Linked DNA regions of Zea mays: region 2 is linked to region 1. A link is a contact called in public Hi-C data. All regions are on one chromosome and are shown on one strand. Each heading gives the region's core, a stretch centred on a gene start, on an enhancer-like site or on the middle of the called end of the contact. The rest is flanking DNA. Distances are from core to core; before and after follow the strand shown.

The links. A called contact is a pair of places that touch in the nucleus more often than the background predicts.
Region 2: a contact with region 1 is called in a Hi-C map of leaf mesophyll, with 2.5 times the contacts expected there. The contact joins the promoter of LOC100283230 here to the enhancer-like site in region 1. A contact is called at or near these places in 8 of 25 Hi-C or Micro-C datasets (bundle sheath, ear, endosperm and 3 more).

What each region holds. Positions count from the first base shown.
Region 1 is chr5:39,136,559-39,140,951 of Zm-B73-REFERENCE-NAM-5.0, reverse strand. LOC100383390 reads right to left here. Exons shown (of 12, transcript NM_001176045.1): 11 at 3,976-4,293; 12 at 2,843-3,193. The coding sequence ends at 3,101. Among protein-coding and RNA genes, the nearest start is that of LOC100383390, 21 kb to the right of the region's middle. Within about 2 kb of position 1,746, at least 17 of the 20 cell types and tissues checked have an H3K27ac peak or open chromatin away from gene starts, as enhancers often do. A contact at or near this core is called in bundle sheath, ear, endosperm and 3 more, where this site is marked.
Region 2 is chr5:39,252,066-39,256,458 of Zm-B73-REFERENCE-NAM-5.0, reverse strand. It overlaps LOC100283230, which reads right to left and starts at 2,245. Exons shown (of 2, transcript NM_001156132.1): 1 at 1,883-2,245. The coding sequence starts at 2,097.

The DNA of each region.
Region 1 (4,393 bases), core at 497-2,996:
GCGACCAGGATTAGATTTCACCGCGGCTAACTCAGGGTGTAACCAGAACCGAGGGATCAGGATCCAACGTCGAGGATTCCTAGATCCAATTCTATTCGTCAGATCGGTGATCAACGACCTCGATTTAATGTCGTGAAGGGGTATATCCCGTTTCTAATCAGAGCCGTAGACCGCACAACCGACGGACACGATCTGCCTAACCCTATCTGCGTCGCGACCTGGCGACGCCGCCCACCAAATCACATCGGCGAACCCCAGGGCGGTGGTGACCTCGCCGAGGAAGCCCCATTCTACACAATGATCCCCCGAATTCCATTCTAATATACTCTAGACGAAGCTACGACTACGCCCAACCTGGACAACCATCACACGAGTTGAATCGCCCCGAGACGGCGTTGGTCTACCTCCCATGGCGACTCTACGGCGCGGTTGAAGCCCGATGAGCAATTACCGGCCAACCGCCGACCCAACTACCACCCTAACGGTGTCACACGACCCTACGGATGTAAAGAACAGGCTCGTGCACTTACCAGAGGTCAGGGTGACGGCGGCGAGCTTGGCCACGGCGCGGTCGACGACAATGGCGCAAGTGTACCCTCCGGTCTCCTCCCACCGTGTCTCTCTCTCGTCATTCGCGGTAAAAAGGGAGGAATAGAGGAAGGGGGATGGCGTACGACTCGGCTGTGCCTGGTTTTGTAGCCCGGGGTGAGGCTGACGATGCGCGTGAGGAAAGATTGGCCGAAGCAGATTGGGCCCAGTTAGGTTTTACATTTTTCTTTTTATTTTCTTTTCTTTGTAATTTCTTTTCCTTTTCCTTTTCAAATCCAAAATTTGAATTCAAATTCCTCAGAAGAATTTATAATCCTTTTAAGTATTCAGTTTGGACAAATCAGTGGGATGAATTTATATATTTATAAATTTTATCTTGTCTTTTATAGTATTTCTCTCTTAAATTCTAAATCCAAATTTAAATTCCAGTTTGGATTCAAAATTGGTGGCAATTTATCCTCAGATTATGTTGCACAATTATTGTACTAATTTTGAAAGTATGATTCTATATATACTTTATGTGAGTTTTATATTCCTTATTTCTTTCTCTTTAGAAAAAAATAGTATTTTGAATGTGGAACAAGAAGTAAAGGTTACTTCAAAGTTAACTATTCATGTGAATAAATGCTTATGGTGCATCATTTAATGATATGCATCATTATTTAATTGAATAGAAAATTTTTCTTTTACTTATTTTCTAGAATACTTCTTGATTTTAGAAATTCAGTCCTCAAATTTCACACTTAAGTATGATTTGAGATGTCTGAATTTACTATTTTTATTTCTTCATATATTTATTTTATTATTTATATTTATTTTTTCTTATACACATTTTGGGCTTTACAGTATGAACTTTTGGGCATCAGGGGTAGGCAGCATGTATGTCTTGCATTCTTGCTGCTATTGTTATTATTTACGAAGTATGAACTTATGGTTGTATGAACTTAGACTGACATGTCTTGTTGTTATTGTTATGAAGTATGAGCTTATGGGCATCATCCATCAGAGCTAGTGGGTGTTAGACGGTTACACAGCTGCGAGCCTAGGCCAGCGCAACACGGTAGCACGGCTTAGCCCGACGACACAACACGACCCGAGTAAGTGTAATAGTGTTGTTCTTGTACTCAGGCTCAGGCTCAGGCTCAGGTCCACATGTCGGCCCGGCCCGATCCAAAATATAATCATGCCATGCCTCGGTCCAACTAAGTTGGTCCGGCTTGGGTTGTGCTCACGCCGTGCTGATTGGACACGGCTCATTGGACAGTATAGCTACGAGCTTTTTACCATTGCACCTAGATGCATGAATGGGCCGAAAATCAAAACGTAGCAGAAACTTCCACCTGGGCTTAAAAAGCCAAATGGAGTGGTACAGTGAGCTGGCTATGGCTAATAATGTGCGAAGCGAATAGTGGATATATAGCCAGGTCCATTTCGTACAGTACAGGGTTGCAAAAAAGAATTAATCAACGACCTTTGTTTTACGGAACTAGCCAAATAAACTGTAACTCCGCCGCATCAACCTGGCGCATGACTTTGATGAGATTGCGAAAAAGGGCAAATAGAGGTACCGAATAACTTTTGAATCTGTAAGATATACGCACACAACAAATATAGTTTCAAATAATCTAGGTAGCGTTTGATTCCGGAGTCCGTTGATATAGAGCGGCTCTATACCAGCTAGTAGCTATGTCCGGAAGATTTTAGAGAGCCAAATGGTTCAGTATTTAAACATAATTTTTCCTTTTTAGAGTCATTATATTATACATCAAACCAATTCAATCAGGAACCAAACACTATCTAAAGGCGTATTTAGTATGGCTTTGCTTCCCTCCGGAGTAGTTCTACTCCAAACTCTAAGGCTCTGCTCTAGAGTTTAGATTATTTTCTCATTGCCAGTAACATTTGTGGGTAAATTTTGTGGGTAAATCCAAATTTCATATTAGGTTGCTTTTTAGAGTTTTCAGAACAGCAAAAAGATACTCCAAAATTTTATATTACGGCTCTGAAAACCCCATGAAGTTTATAACTCTAAAATTATGGTGTTTGGTAGGCTCTAGCTCCAGCTCCCTTTGAGTTTTACTTTAGAGTCATACCAAACACGCACTAAAAACTGCTCTAAAAACTATTGACCTGATCAGACTAGAGAAGAAAAAAAAGACTTTCTGTAACTTCCATATTAGCCGGTTAAAAGTTAAAAACTTAACTCATAAACCTCTCTTATGGATTATATAAAGAGGGACAGAGTAATCCAACTTGTAAGGAACCCAAGCAAGCATAATCAACAATCCAACACAACTAACTAGACATAATATATATTACGCACGCTGTTCAATGGTCTGAACCAGTATAAATCAATATCTTTGCATTTATCGTTGAGTTTAGCCTGTGCTGAATCCCACCGATTCCTACTCTGTGTAAGTCCATAGAAGTACTGTGGATCATCAAACACAGACTCCTAGTTCTAACAGAATCTTCTGTACAGGGCAAGAAAAGTATCAACAAATAATTACGTTTGAAAGCAAGCAAAATACTTTGTTATTTACAGTAAGCACTATTGGAAGATCTGTTGGATGACTGCTTCTGCATTTCCATTGTACTGCATGAGGAGTTGGATGGCGTCCGCCCTTGGCAACGCAAGGAATTCCTACAGACAGTAAGATGGTAAATAGACAATTAGATTCAATCTCACAGGTTTGACATCTTAAGTGATGACAATAAAATATTCTGCTGATACGTAAACAAAGTGACAAAAAGTGCAATAAATTCTACTACGGTACGCTCAGTCCTAGGCAATTACCAATTTGAAAAGTAGATTTCAAAACCCTACAACTAGTTTGAGACATGTTGCCGAAAACTATAACCTTGGTACTCACTGCACGAACCTACCCTATTTTGACACTTGATGCACAACAAACTCACCGTGAACATCCCTAGTGTGCTTCTAAAGGAAACACAACTAGAAGCTGAAATGTTTTTTTAACTTTGACCTTAAAATACTATAACTAGTAACTTTTTTTGACACCAGAAGGATTGCGTCCTTTTATGCTAAGAAGGGGAAAATAGATATAAAAAGACCTTGCAGCAATCCGACACCCAAGACTCGCGCGCATGCTTCACCAGGTTTCAAACAAACAGCTGCCTTTGTTACATCAGAAACTACCACCACCAAAAGAGGTCACAATTAAACATCTTGCCATAACTAACGAATGTCAAAAATAAGTTTTTTTTCCATGTACATAAGAAATACGTTGCCACATTATACTGCAAACCCAACAATCACAAAGATATATAGAACATGTTTGGTGTCATCCCTACAAGAGGGGCAAAGAAAATTGTTCGTGGGGAGCCAGTCCATTGCCTGTAAAGGCAAGAGGATCCTTGCTCACCTAGCCAAAAACAAAACATCATCGTATATTAATTACTTACCATAACCTTCAGTATAGCATTTTCATCACAGGCAACTTCTGATGAGACTTGAGGGCTACTACCTTCATCTGGCACCTTGCCACTTGAACATGTTGTCATTTGAGATGATCCATTTGCACATTCATCTGTAAGGACCTTGGACTTACGGTGACTCCCCAATGATGGATCAACCTCTTTTAGAGAATCAATCTTCAATAAGTGCTCAAAACGGTCCTTGCACATCTGAAGCTTAAACCATTCAGTGTGTGTATGGATTGTTGTTCTGACTATCTTCATTAACTGAGGCTCTTCAATACCAAGCCTTCTGCTCATTGCAACCTACAAAAGAGAATACACTTGATACTGTCCCACATCACTCTAGCTAAACACAATAAAACATGCTCATTTCTTTGATTAAGGAAACTGGTAGAAGGGGAAT
Region 2 (4,393 bases), core at 996-3,495, 120 kb before region 1:
AAGCAAAGCATGCCTTACTGTTGCACGCTTGCTAGAAAATAGGTAGGGCGCTAAAAAATGCATTTGGTATTGACCTTGGAAGGATATTGACGTGTAGATGATTTTATAGCATCAATTCACGAGCTATCTGAAAAATATTACTTTTTCATCATATTTCTAACATTGTTCCAATGTGATTTCAAGGAAAATCATTTGCATCATGTGGACTTTATCCAGACAGTACAACTTCCAGTGTCGAACAAGCCAAGAACAACACAAAATCTAGTGGCAATTATGTATTATGTGGTGCCACACACTACACCTATGGCTACAAGGCCATAACACCAGCCACATGCAGGAAAGAATGTTATTTAGTAAATTATGTCCACCATTTACAGACCCAACCAGTCCTCAGAAAAACAAGAACACCATGCATAACTTGCTAACTTCAACACCTCATGACATGCAATAAAAACACTCTTAGTATTTAGTAAATCATATTTTGTATTCCACGGTCCACCAATGTGACCATGAGACCATTGTTTTGGTTGAATCCACAACACTGATTTCTGCATCGGTAGGACTACGAAAAACAAAAAATTAGCAGGCTGTTTCTAGAGACCACAGGCTGACAAGTGACGGCAGCCTAGGATCAACATTTTCACACTATGTAACCTATGACAGCGGGAGTGACATGCTTAACCTTAACAGCACATGCAATGCCTAACAGTAGTGTTTGAGTATTTAGAAAATTGTTATGCTCTCTCAGGCCAGTTCACACAGCTGCATCTGTATAACGCAGAAAAGCACACACAGTTTTAGCAGACTGCCAGACTGATAACCTAGGTTACCCCGATATTTCACACAGGTTGCCTATCGCTATCGCTATCGCGATACGCCGATACATATCGGATACTCCGATGTGCCTCCAATATGGTATCAGGAAAATATTGAGGATATCACCGACAAAAATAAATAAATTTAATCCTGATATTTCATCGATACTCATCCAATACTTCACCTGATACATCGCAGCCCATAGCCCCTCAAAATGAAGCATATCGTCTCAGCAGCCTAGTTTGGTGGCCCATCATCTCAGCAGCCCAGTTCACGGCACATTACCTATCCCTGCTTATGACTACTCCCTCCGGTGTCCTATTAGCTGTCGTTTTGAACAAGGTTCGAGTCAAACTTATAAAATTTTGACTACAAATAACTATTTTGTTATTTAGTTTTGAAACCTAATATTTGTATGCACCGATTTGTCTTAAAAAGTACTTTTATACAAGTATAAATGTATTAAGAGTTTATTTGTATTTTAACAAAAAAATATTGGTCGAAGTTATATTTTGGAGCCCGTGTCATTGTCCTAAACGACAAATAAATAATAGGACACCGGAGGGAGTATGTTTTTACTATTTTTATTTGCTGATTGTTATGCTAGAGTGACAAATGTTTGAGTACGTATATTCTGATTTTTTACATTTATATACTTGGCGTATGCCGTATCACCGTAGCCATAACGCCGCATTGCATTGCAGATCAGCGCCAGTGTCACAGGACACTCCATTTAATTGTTGACTGGGGTAAAACGTAAGGCAAGCTAAGCTGACTACCTCAACAACTGGAGTGCAGCGAGCTACAATTGTACCAACTACCTTTGGTGCAACGATGGTGCAGCACAAATCGTTCATAACGAATTCGCACGCACCACAACAAAATCAGACGAACCATGCATCGACCTGAAACCCGAAAAATGCAAAATAGAGAGGAACGAAGCTCAAAATGACTAAGCGCGCTGCGCTAGTTCACTGCGGGGCATCACCACCCAGATCCCCTTTTCTGCGGTAACATAACCCCCAAGAGATCGAAGAGGAGGAACGCGGAAAGAGAGCGGACTTGCCTCTCCTGCCCGGCGGTGTCCCAGATCTGCGCCTTGACGGACTTGTGTTCGATGACGAGCGTCCGAGTCTGGAACTCGACCCCAATGGTGGCCTTCGAGTCGAGGCTAAACTCGTTGCGGGCGAAGCGCGCAAGGATCTGCGACTTGCCGACAGCGGAGTCGCCGATGAGCACCACCTTGAAGACGTAGTCCACCTTATCCCCGCCCCCCGCCATCGCCTCCTCCTCCTCCTCCCTTGCTAGCTCCGGATGTTTCGCTCGTGCGCAACGGAAGTTGGAAGCAGCGGCGGAGTCTCGGAGTGAGGCAGCGGAGTGCGCGTGGAATGCGGATGAAGGTCGGGCGAGTGGCTTGGTTGGAAAATACAGTATTTTTTATGGGTTTGAGATTTGAGACGAATTTTTTTGATTTGAGACGGGGCGCCGGGGCTGGGAGCCTGGGACGGACGACTCGTCTGTCGGCATCCGCCTTCTTTGCTCGGGCAGTTTTTTTTAAGCTGGGCTGGTTGCACGTCGGCTTCCGCCTTCTTTCCTCGGGCAGTTTTTTTTCTTTTAAGTTGGGCTGGTCGTGCGCCATGGGTGGTGGCAACTAGGACTCGATCTCCCATTCCCACGAGAAATTATTTTATTAGAGAATAAAAATAGAGAAGTTTCTTCTACCTTTAGATGTAATCATTCTGACGGGTAAACAGAGAATGGAGACAAAGATGGTGAAGCATTCTCCGTCCCCGTTTTCCGCGGGCCCATTAAATTTATATATAACGATGTTTTCGTATAATAATTAATTATAAAAATAAATAATTATATTGTTAAGAGATCACTCATTGTATAAATATATTTATTTTGATGTATACATAATGATTCTTACATCTAACAATGTATATAAATGACAATAGTTTGCATTAATAATATATGAAGTACATTCTAATTATAATTTGAGCGGGGACGGGATCCTCGACGGGAATTTAACCCTGCGGAGAACGGGGATGGTGAAAAATGCTCCACACAAGCATTTATGGAGATCCTCGTAGAGAAATGAGAGCTAAAACCCGACGCGTAATTCCCCGTTACCATCCCTAATGCTAGGACTCCTCACGCGTGCAGTGTTGCTGCGAAGTCTTCCTGGTATCGGTACTCCCAACCGGCCTCACTCTGTACGATCGATCCATTTTTCCCTTTCCAGAGAATTTTCGCCTTTTCTTCATTGATTGGTCCTAGAATCGCCGATGCTCACGAGGCGCCAGATTGCTTCTCCGTCAACCTCACTATGTCGACATTTTTGGCCCATCAACCATGTCGGCGGTCATGGAGGCTGCACAGAAGCTCCTCGGAGCGAGCACAAAATTCAATGCCAAGGAGCTCACCAACCTAGTCCCCAAGGTGCAGTTTGCGGATCTACGTGCCTCCCATCCTCGATCCCCAAATGCCAAAATGCTCCCATCCTTCCACCTCCCCCTTCCTTCACGTGTGGCATCTGGTTGTATCTCGCGTGTCTTTGGCTGTGTTGTAGGTATACATGTCCAAACGGGTGGGCCGTGCCGGACCGGCATGGGCCCGCCTTCGGCTCGGCACGTTTCAGCCTGGCACGTCTGGGCCCGTTAGGTTGACGGGTCGTGCCGGGCTGGGCAACCGTGCCACATCTCAGGCCCAAGCACGACACGAATATAGCCATGTCGTGTCGGGCCGGACCGGCCCGCAGCCCGTTAAGACCCACCATGCTTTGACCAGAGTGGGAAGGAAAATAAGGAAAAAAGCCTTAAAAAGCTTTACAAGGGCCGGCCCATAGCCCGTTAAGGCCCGCCATGCTTTGACCGGAGTGGGAAGGAAAATAACAAAAAAGCCTAAAAACAAGCTTTACAAGGATTTGAACCCTGGTTGGAGGCTTTAAAGTGCCTAGCCGTACCACTCTAAACGACTAAATCAAATTTATTTTGTGTCTAAACTATTAAAATTGCTTCTAATATACATAGAAATGCGCTGGGAAATTTAAAAAAATAACTAGGTCGTGCCAGCCCGATCCCGTCAACCACCGGATCGTGCCGTGTTCATGATGGGCCAAAAGCATGTCATTCCACAGGCCACTCGGCGGCCACGACCCACCTGAACATGTATAGTTGTAGGACAAGGAGCATGTCCTGTCCTTGAAGCCGACGTCATCGTTTCTCCACGTTGGTGTGCCCACCACCGTCATCAAGATTCTAGAGTCGTTCGAGTCACTACAGTACTACACCACCAGGTCGAGTTCGCCGTCGTCATCTCCCAGCACAGGCGCGAGATTCCTGAAAGGTAAATTAGGAAGGTTTTGTGAAGCTTTGTACGGTTCTTTAGATAGTAAGGCTTTGTATTCTTATGGCAGTGGCTTCGCTATAGCAAACTCAATAGGTTCCGCTATAGCAAACTCAATAGGTTCTGTATGGCTCTGTACAACGTCTTCTGGTAGTGGCTCCGCTATAGCAAACTCGATAGGTTCACCTATGGTAGTTTGTTTCATGTGAGCTTCCTCCTCTGGTGCTAC